2 separate regions of the Sus scrofa genome follow, and region 2 is linked to region 1. Evidence: chromatin contacts called from public promoter capture Hi-C data. All regions are on one chromosome and are shown on one strand. The core of a region is the stretch at or near the end of the contact, and the rest is flanking DNA. Distances in the headings are between cores, read along the strand shown. Region 1 holds the start of DARS (aspartate--tRNA ligase, cytoplasmic). Region 2 holds the start of R3HDM1 (R3H domain-containing protein 1).

What was found. Promoter capture Hi-C pulls out the DNA fragments that hold promoters and counts their contacts.
Region 2: a contact with region 1 is called in a promoter capture Hi-C map of liver, with 2.4 times the contacts expected there. The contact joins the promoter of R3HDM1 here to the promoter of DARS in region 1. A contact is called at or near these places in 1 of 5 promoter capture datasets (liver) and 1 of 47 Hi-C or Micro-C datasets (heart right ventricle).

The regions. Positions count from the first base shown.
Region 1 is chr15:15,808,110-15,812,653 of Sscrofa11.1, forward strand. It overlaps DARS (aspartate--tRNA ligase, cytoplasmic), which reads left to right and starts at 2,388. Exons shown (of 16, transcript XM_003133266.5): 1 at 2,388-2,633. The coding sequence starts at 2,568.
Region 2 is chr15:16,411,802-16,416,283 of Sscrofa11.1, forward strand. It overlaps R3HDM1 (R3H domain-containing protein 1), which reads right to left and starts at 2,557. Exons shown (of 24, transcript XM_021075222.1): 1 at 2,536-2,557. ZRANB3 (DNA annealing helicase and endonuclease ZRANB3) reads left to right here and starts at 2,490. Exons shown (of 21, transcript XM_021075255.1): 1 at 2,490-2,541.

The DNA of each region.
Region 1 (4,544 bases), core at 1,138-3,637:
TCATGTGCTGCTACAGAAGTCTCAGTTTCATGACCAATTCATAGGTCTTTAGTAAATGGGTCCTTACAATGCCCGGAAATATTACCAAATACCAAAAAACCAACAAGACTATTTTAACTTTTCCCATTTTTCTCAAAATCACTAATCTCCCTTTTCTCCCTCCCCTCTAGACCCTAACGCCATCATTCATAACTTAGCCTCCTCCTCTAGAGAAAACATCAAATGGGAATTCTCTCATTTTCCTAAAATTGAACATCTACAACTATCTTAGCCTTGTTGCCTCCAGCTGTGATAGAGGAACTGTCCTTCCTCCCCTGTCCCATCGCCTAAGTTTTGAGCCCTATCTCTCCCTTATTAAAAACAAAAACAAACAAACAAACAAAAAAACAACCTTACCATCTCTCAATCCTTCTGTCTTGCACATTCATCTTCCTTTTCATAAATCTTTCCTAAAAGTTTTTTTGGTTTTTTTGTTTGTTTTGTTTTTGCTTTTTAGGGCCACACCCATGGGCATATGGAAGTTCCCAGGATAAGGGTCGAATAAGAGCTGCAGCTGCTGGCCACAGCCACAGCAACTTGGGATCTGAGCCACGTCTTCGAACTACACCACAGCTCACCTCAATGCCGGATTCTTAACCCACTGAGCCAGGCCAAGGATAGAACCTACATCCCCATGGATACTAATTGGATTTGTTTCTGCTGCACCACAACAGAAACTCCTTTCCTATTAGTTTTGAATGCACTCAAGTCTTTTCTTTAATAAAACTCCACTTGACTTACTCCCCATTAGTTACCACCTATATTTTTCCTCTCATCCAAACTTCTCATATCTAAAGACAGGTAAGGTAGTCAGAGGTACAGTGGTTAAAGACATGGATTCTGAAACCACACTATCTGACTTGAAATACATCATTTAATGGCTCTAAGACCATGGGCAAGTTACTCTCTGCCTCAATTTCCCCATATGCAAAAAGATTACAATATTACCTCTCTGGTATAAGAATTAAATGAGTTAGTGTATGTGAAACATACATCTGTAGCCCAGACCTCAGAAAGGCAAAGGTTACCTGGACATTCTCCCCTTGAATGTAATTGAGCCATGATCTTTCTCTTCCTAACCCGCTCTGCCTTGAATATTCTTTAGGCCCCATTTCACCTGGCTGACTCTTCTAGAATTTAGCTGAAGTATCACTTCCTCAGCGAAGTCTGAGGTAAATGCCCTCAAAAAAACTTGCATAGTACTTGGTACCTCTACTTCATACCTGCAATGAGAAGGTAAGCTGAGGGCAGGGACTATGTGTCTCCTCACTATTGTACCCCGGGATCTGAACGTGGTAGCCTCTAGAGCCCTTTCATTTGCATTGGGGTCTATCTGCACTCCTGAACAAGTAAAACTCTGCCACTTTGTCACAGGCTAAGACTAGTAAGGTAGTTAAAACTTGACGGAGTGCAAAGACGGCTAGCAGAGGAGACGGCATTTAACTACGCCCCCAAATTACTTTCAATTGCAATAAGCGGCTTATGAATGACAATTAAAAAAAAAAGCCGAACTATATAGAGATTCATTCATTGGACAAGCAACACTATGCATTGCCTCTAACGATGCAACAGGTCCAGGCAATCAGGCAGTTATGTAGGATTTTTGCCATTGTGCTTAAGCTTCACTTTTTTTTTTTTTTTTTTTTTGTCTTTTTGCCATTTCTTGGGCCGCTCCCACCGCACATGGAGGTTCCCAGGTTAGGGGTCAAATTGGAGCTGCAGCCACCGGCCTACGCCAGAGCCACAGCAACGCAGGATCCGAGCCGCGTCTGTGACCTACACCACAGCTCACGGCAATGCCGGATCCTTAACCCAATGAGCAAGGACAGGGATCGAACCTGCAACCTCATGGTTCCTAGTCAGATTCGTTAACCACTGGGCCACGATGGGAACTCCAGTTTCACTTTTAACTTGGGTACCAGTACCCAATCCTACCTTAGCAAGCCAACTGCCTATAACCCAGTACACAGAGCAGCTTTTTGAGAAGAGGTCTCCCATGAGTCCAGGCACCTATACTCCCGCTGGACAGTGTTGGAGGCGGATAAGTCCATGAGAGGAAAAGTCGTATCTCGAGTTGGGTGGATGTTTTGGTGAACAGTCTGCAGTTAAAGCCAAGAAGAGTAAGTAGGGCAGAAAAGACGACACAGTAAAGGCTGTAGTTGGGATAGGCCTGAAAAGCGAAAAGACTCAAGTTTGTGCCAACTAAGGCTTTGAGACTCCTCTACTCAAGAATCATTCCCGCGAGACTATAACGAATTCCCGGGGATTCCCAACACCCATAAGGGCGGGGCAAGAAGACGACACTGGAGCGCGCTATCAGCCTCCCAGCGCTCCAAGATCTCGAGAGAGTTGCAGTTCTCGCGATCTTTCCGCAGCCGACCCTCCACGCGGAGTACGAACGTGTGTGCTGTGACTGGAGTGCAGGGAGGGCGGAGACTGCGGGAGGGAGAAGCCCCTTTGGCCTGCCCTACGGAAGCCTGCGAGGGAGGGTGGTGATCGCTTCCCTGTCCAGTTGTCCATTTGTCCAGATGCCCAGCGCCAGCGCCAGCCGCAAGAGTCAGGAGAAGCCGCGGGACATCATGGACGCGGCGGAAGTGGGTTTTCTTTCCCGGGCCTGGGAGCGCAGGACCCCCCCCCCGCCCCGGGCGGGACCGCGCGGAGGGAGGGAGTAGGGATAGCGGGGCTTTGACTTCTGGATCCCTATCGGCACTTTGACTACAGGCCGCATGCCTGAGGTTCGCGCTCTTAGAACGCTCACCGGGCCTCCAAGGTCCTTGTCTGAGCAACGTGGCCAGAGGCACTACGGATCGCATTTCTCACTGCGGCGCCTAGGAGGCCTGGCCTAGGAGAAGCGTGTCGCTGGGCTGGGGTGGACTTAAAGTACCAAGTGCCCCGGAAGTAGGAGCGGCGAGGTCACTTAAACCTCCCTGGGTTAGGCACGTCCTTCACGTAATCCGTCTCTTTCCCCGGAAAATTTTAATGTCCACTGATAATCGATTTTCGCACAGCTCGTGTGTTCCTAATGTGTTTCAAGTTATGACAGTACTTAGTAAAACGATCTGCCAAAATGTTTAATGGCCGTTTTCCATGCGACAGCCTTAGAGAACACTTGTCATTTTTAAAATTTCCTTTTTTTCTCTTAAGTAACCCATGAAATAGGTAGGGAAGTTTGCAGAGAATGCATTTGAGATGAAGTGCCCCCAAAATCATCTGTGGTCCTTCAGTGCTATCTGGAAATGAAAGTTTTGAAACCTACAAGTTAATGCGTGCTGTTGGTAAAACCGAGATCCCTATCTGGCTCCTAATTTTTCTGTTGAGGAAATATGAATTTATCGTAAACTACCTAAGGAATAGGTTATCTTAAGACTGTTAGATGGAATAAGGTTTGCTGAAGTATGAACGGTATTAATAAGTGACCTCTTATTTTCTTTTCACATGCTGTAACTTATTTATGCTGCGGTCTTGCTACATTGTATGACTATCTTTTTATTAGGACTGAATATCTTTAAGGTGTATTTTTTGTTATTTGCCAAAAACAAACAAAAAAACTTTAGTAAGCACCTTAATACATTGTTTGGTTTGTTTTAGTATAAACACAAAATCTTACATCCTTCAGGTCTAATGAAGATGAGAATTCCAGCAGACAGCTATAGTGGCAGAAACTGTTTCATCCACATCTTAAGTTACCTTCTAAAATTTAAGGAATCTACTTTTGTGTATTCTGGACCTGATTGTCTATATAAACTAGCAGTGCACTTTTGCAGATAGTGTAAGTCTAGTTATGAGGTAGCCATTGTGACAGAGTTATGTCATTTTTATAGCTAGAAGGGTCTTAGAGATCATTTAATAAAGTGAGATTGAAATAAAAGGCCACTTACTAATTTAATAAGTATAGTTTGTTAAAAATAATAGTCTGAACTCTAGGTCTCCCTTCTCTTGTTCCTGACTTAAAATCTGTAACAATTTTGGTGTCATATTGTCAGTGACAAAAAGAAAGTTGTACTTAGGTTATAGCCAACATCTCTGATTTTTGAAAACTGGACATCTGGTGCTCCGAAAGCTTACCCCTAAATGTTGGTTCTCTTTCAACATCTCTTCCTATAATAAGAAGTAAGAAGTAAATAAAACTGTGGTACCTCATCCTTCACCCTTCACAGAGGAAATTTATATCCCTGCTTTGAAGTAGTTTAGTCTCCCTTTTGAAGAAGGTAATTAAGATGTGTTGTGCATGTGAGTAAATTTTGGGTGTGCTGTTGTGTATAGCATATCATTCCAGGGGTGGTGATGTTCAAAACAAACTAATCAGAAACTGGGTGCTTATCCTTTTTCTATTATTTCTTATAAATGAAAAGACAGATTTGCACACTCTAAAACTACTGACTCTGGATTAATAAAATGGTCCTGAAAGTTAAAATAAATTCATTTCTATTTTCTGTTATTTGTATTTCTGTGTTTACTATGCAATTAGTATTTAAAAAGTCATAATGCAAAAATATTTTTTGTAG
Region 2 (4,482 bases), core at 1,307-3,806, 600 kb after region 1:
TACTATGTGCATTTGAATAACAAACTCATTCTCTTAATATGCATGGAAGTAACAACAGTTAATATTTAATCATACATACTACATGTTAGGTAGGATGCTAGGGGCTTCATATACTTTATCTCTAATTCCCATAACTTCATGAGTTAACCATCCCCATTTTATAGATGAGGAAAAGGAAATGAGGCTGTTAGAGGGGTTCTGAAGCTAATGAGAATACAGAAGGCTCCTACATTTTCATCACCCCTTTCTGTACATAAGGCACATGAGATCTGAAAACATTATATAATTTATCAATTAACCGACAAGTTTTAGTAAATGCTATGATGAAATGCTATGGTTACTTTGCCAGGAATTGGTGGACTTACCTTGCAGGGTTACATCTTTCATTTTTTAATTCTAATACACATCCAAATTTCTTCCAGGTCCTGAACCTATGGATCTGTCAATTCTGTATCTAGATATATCAGTTACAGAATATGAAAAAATCATTAAGCCAGTATTGAGTATTTTTCACAGACCCTGAAATCATTAGCCAGTATTGAGTATTTCATTAAGCTTAATGAAAAAATCATTAAGCCAGTATTGAGTATTTTTTCACAGGCCCTGAAAAAATGATATAACACTTAGTCAAAACTCAGATATTTCCTCAGAACCCAAATTTATTCTGGTAACAAATAAACCTTAGAAGTGGGCCTAGAGTTTTACCTTTGATTACAGACAAGTCTACAACAAATTACAGAATCCATCATTTAAGGACATATTCACCTGGACATAAAAGCAAGGACTGAAAAGATGAGCACTCAATCAACACGTGGAAAGGAAGCATTCTCTCTCAAATATGGCCAAATACGCCAAATTTTGTTAAACTGGGGTGTGTCCAATTACTTTAGTCGCATTGTTATCCTACTCTGTTAAATATTACACAGGTCTTACTGTTTCAAATATTACAAGTAGGTGGGCTGCCAGTTTGACTTTTTTTCATTATTCAAAACTTCTTGTAATAGATGACATTAGGCTAAAAGCCAAGTGTTTCTTCAGAATTACAATTAGGCAGACCATAACCATACATAAAAAAACTTTTTTTTCTGAAAAATCTTATTAGAAAAATCATCTGCTATTTACTAAGCCTTACTATTTTAGAAAGCTCCTCTTTGCCTTTTACTTAACTGACTCGCTAGCCCAATTATAGATGGGACATGACAGCCTTCAAGTTTCTGCATAAAAGCAAGCTCAAAGAACAGAGGCACTCTCCTTCGCACCTAGCAACAACAATAACACAAAAAAGAGAACAACGGCAAAAAACTTCAACCACACAGGGAATTGGAGGGAGAACCTAAGGCTCAACCCTAACGTGTGTAAATCTGATCTCCGAGATCCGTGGCGTTGACAGTCATTCAACTTTCTTTTTAATAGCCCCACTGTGCTTTTTCTGGTACCACAGGCAAAATGTACCACCTCACCTTTCACCAACCGGTCGTAACGCTTTATTTCCTTTTTAAAAATTCTCGGGGTTGTAAGGCCAGGGGCCGCGGCCGTGTGGTGGGCCGATGAGCCCGGGGTAGCGGCGCCAACCACCCGGGAAAGCAGAGCCACTCACGGCACCGCTCCTGGCAGGCCTTCTGTGGCTGGTTCCCGAGTCCCTGGGGCTGCAAGGGCAGCAGCAGCAGCCAAGGCAGGGACTCGGGAACCTTTCCCCTGCCTCCTCCGCTAGGCCTCGAGGGGTTTGCTTTTCACATGGCCCCCGGGTGGGGGCGGTGGGCGCAAGGTAGTGGATGCAGTTGCAGCCGCAGCGGCCGACCAGACTAGCCAGGACGCCCTCGGAACCAGACCTCCCCGCGGGCTGGCAGCAACAGCACCTCAGCGGGGCCCTGGCTGGAGCGCCGACCGCTCCGCGGGGAAGGCCACCTTCTCACACACATCTCTCCCCTGCCTGCCTTTCTCCGTTAGCGCTACCGGTTGGCGGGCGGGGGAGGGGAACAAGGCGCGTTATTCCCGGGGAGCTGGAGGGGGGAGGGGAAGGCATCTCTTACCCGCGTTACTGAGAAGGAGGAGGAGGCGGCTGGAGCGCGGCGCGGCGGGGCGACGGCGGGGCTGGGTGGGTGCAAGTAAGAGTCTTACGAAAGGGAATTAACCCCATCACCAGCCCGGACACCGGCTCCAGCAGCAGCCGCGGCTGGCGGAATCCCGCCCCTTCCCACCACGCACTAGCCCCGCCTCCTCGTTCTCTTTGAGGGGCAGTCGACAAATCATAGGTTGTATATTCTCGGAGTGATAGGAGGATCATCCAATCACGCCTGAAAAAAATGCCTTCTCTCCACCCCTTTCTCTCCTATCGGCCGCGGGAGAGCCTAGCCAAGTCTTTCTCCACCCTCAAGGGAAAAAGAGCCAATCGGCGGTAAGAATCCGCCCTTGAAGGACACAAAGGACAACCAATGGTAAAACTAAAAGGACAGCCATTTTGCCCACTTGTAAAAGAGCCACCTTTTCCCACGAGTTGGAGCCTGAGGTGGGGGAGTTCTGGGAGTTTTTACTGACCTGGAGGTATTGGAGAGACAACCATATTTCTTCAAGGAGTATTTATAGTGCTTTATAAGAGTAAAGGAAAATTTTCATCCTCCATGTGGTGGAAGTGAGAAATGCCGTTTAAGGGCTTGGCTCCTCCCCTCAGCGGTAACGGGTTCTAAGTCGAACACCTGGTTTATTCAGCCTCTGTGAGGAAAGGCGGGGTGATTGCCCTTTTCGGCCAGCAGCCAACTACAGCTCCCAGTGTGCTTTGCTCCTGCCTATATTCTTTCATCGGTTTGCTTGCAGCGGGGCCTGACGGGAATTGTAGTTCCCGGGAGGTACCCATGAAGCCTCTTTGGCCAATGAGAAAGGACAAACTTTTGAATGATTTGGAGTTTGGGGCGGGGAACTAGTTGCTAAGCTGTGGCGAAGCCTTTTTGCCGTCCTAATAGAAGAGGGAAGGGATGGAAAAGAAGGTAGTCGGGGAAGAGTCTTTTCAGAACGCCGTAGGGGTTTTAAATGCTGGTGTTTGAACTCTCTTACTTTCAGTTTGTCCCTTTGAAGTCACTTCCGCTTTGGGGCGGACACATGCCAAACCTGTGGCGGGAGTTGGAGATTCTACAGCGAATACACCAGGTGTGGCGGTCTGGGAGTGGCATGGCGGGCAAGTCGGAAGTTTCTTGCGTGAAAGAGAGGAAATTAAATGGAATTTAATTGCATTTTAGAAAGAGTGGGTGAAATGGGATGGGGCTACTTCCCAAGGGCTGAATGCCAGTCTTCAATTCCAGAGACTTCAATTTCCTGTCTTCTGACCTGCTCAGTATTATATTACACCCATTTACTTGTGATGGGTGTTTCTGTGGCCTTTTTCACATCTTCAGTTTGGCTAAAAACTGCCCAGAAATTCTGAGCTAACTCCTCCTACTTTAACGAACAAACTTTTAAAGGCTGGTTCAAAGGAGAAAAGCTACAGAAGGGATTGATAGTCAATAATGGGCCTTTTGGGAATTCCTGTCCTGGCTCAGTGGTTAAGGAACCCGAGTAGTGCCCGTGACGCGCGTTCCAGCCCTGGCATCGCTCAGTGGGTTAAGGATCTGGAGTTGCCCTGAGCTGTGGTGTAAGTTGCAGATGAGGCTTGGATCCCGCCTTGCTGTGGCTGTGGCATAAGCCTGGCAGCCTCAGCTCCCATTCGACCCCTAGACTGGGAACCGCCACATGCCCCGCGGTACAGCCTTAAAAAGACAAAAACCAAAAACCAAAAAACCTGAAGAATGGGCCCATTAGTTTCTTCTTCTTCTCCTTTTTTTTTTTTTTTTTTTTAATGTAAAGCATTCATTAAACAAGTGCCCACAGGGTACCACCTATAATAACACTGATGAATATAAACATCATTGTAAAGTCTTTGGAGCCCATAAGCTTAGCACATCAGACCCTGCCTAGTTAATGCGCCTTTGGGATGTAAAGTTAAGTATATTCTTGCTGTTGGACTCTCCTTTGGGAGCCTTTGGAGACTCTTTGAAATAATGAGATGCAGAAGGTATTAACAGGAAAAGCCTTTCAGCAAGTTACTGTTGTGGCTCAGCAGGATAAGAATCCGACTAGTATCCGTGAGGTTGCTTGTTCAATCCATGGCCTCGTTCAGTGGATTAAGGATGGGGTGTTGTATTAATGCGGCTGTGGTATACGCAGGGCAGCTGCAGCTCCAAATCCATCCCTAAGCTGGAAACTTTTATATGCCATTCGTGTGGCATATAAAAAGATCAAAAAAAGAGGCCTTTCCTCCCCACCTCTGATGGCTTTCATTCTTAAACTCTTTTCCCCATCATTTTGACTGACTTCCTCAAATACATTCAAATTTCCCCACAGTTTCACTGAAACTTTCTTTTATAAATCATCCTGTAAATATTTATTGAGTATTTACACTGTATTAGTTACTATACCAGATTTTGGGGGAAGAGAAATGGCAAAACGACAGGT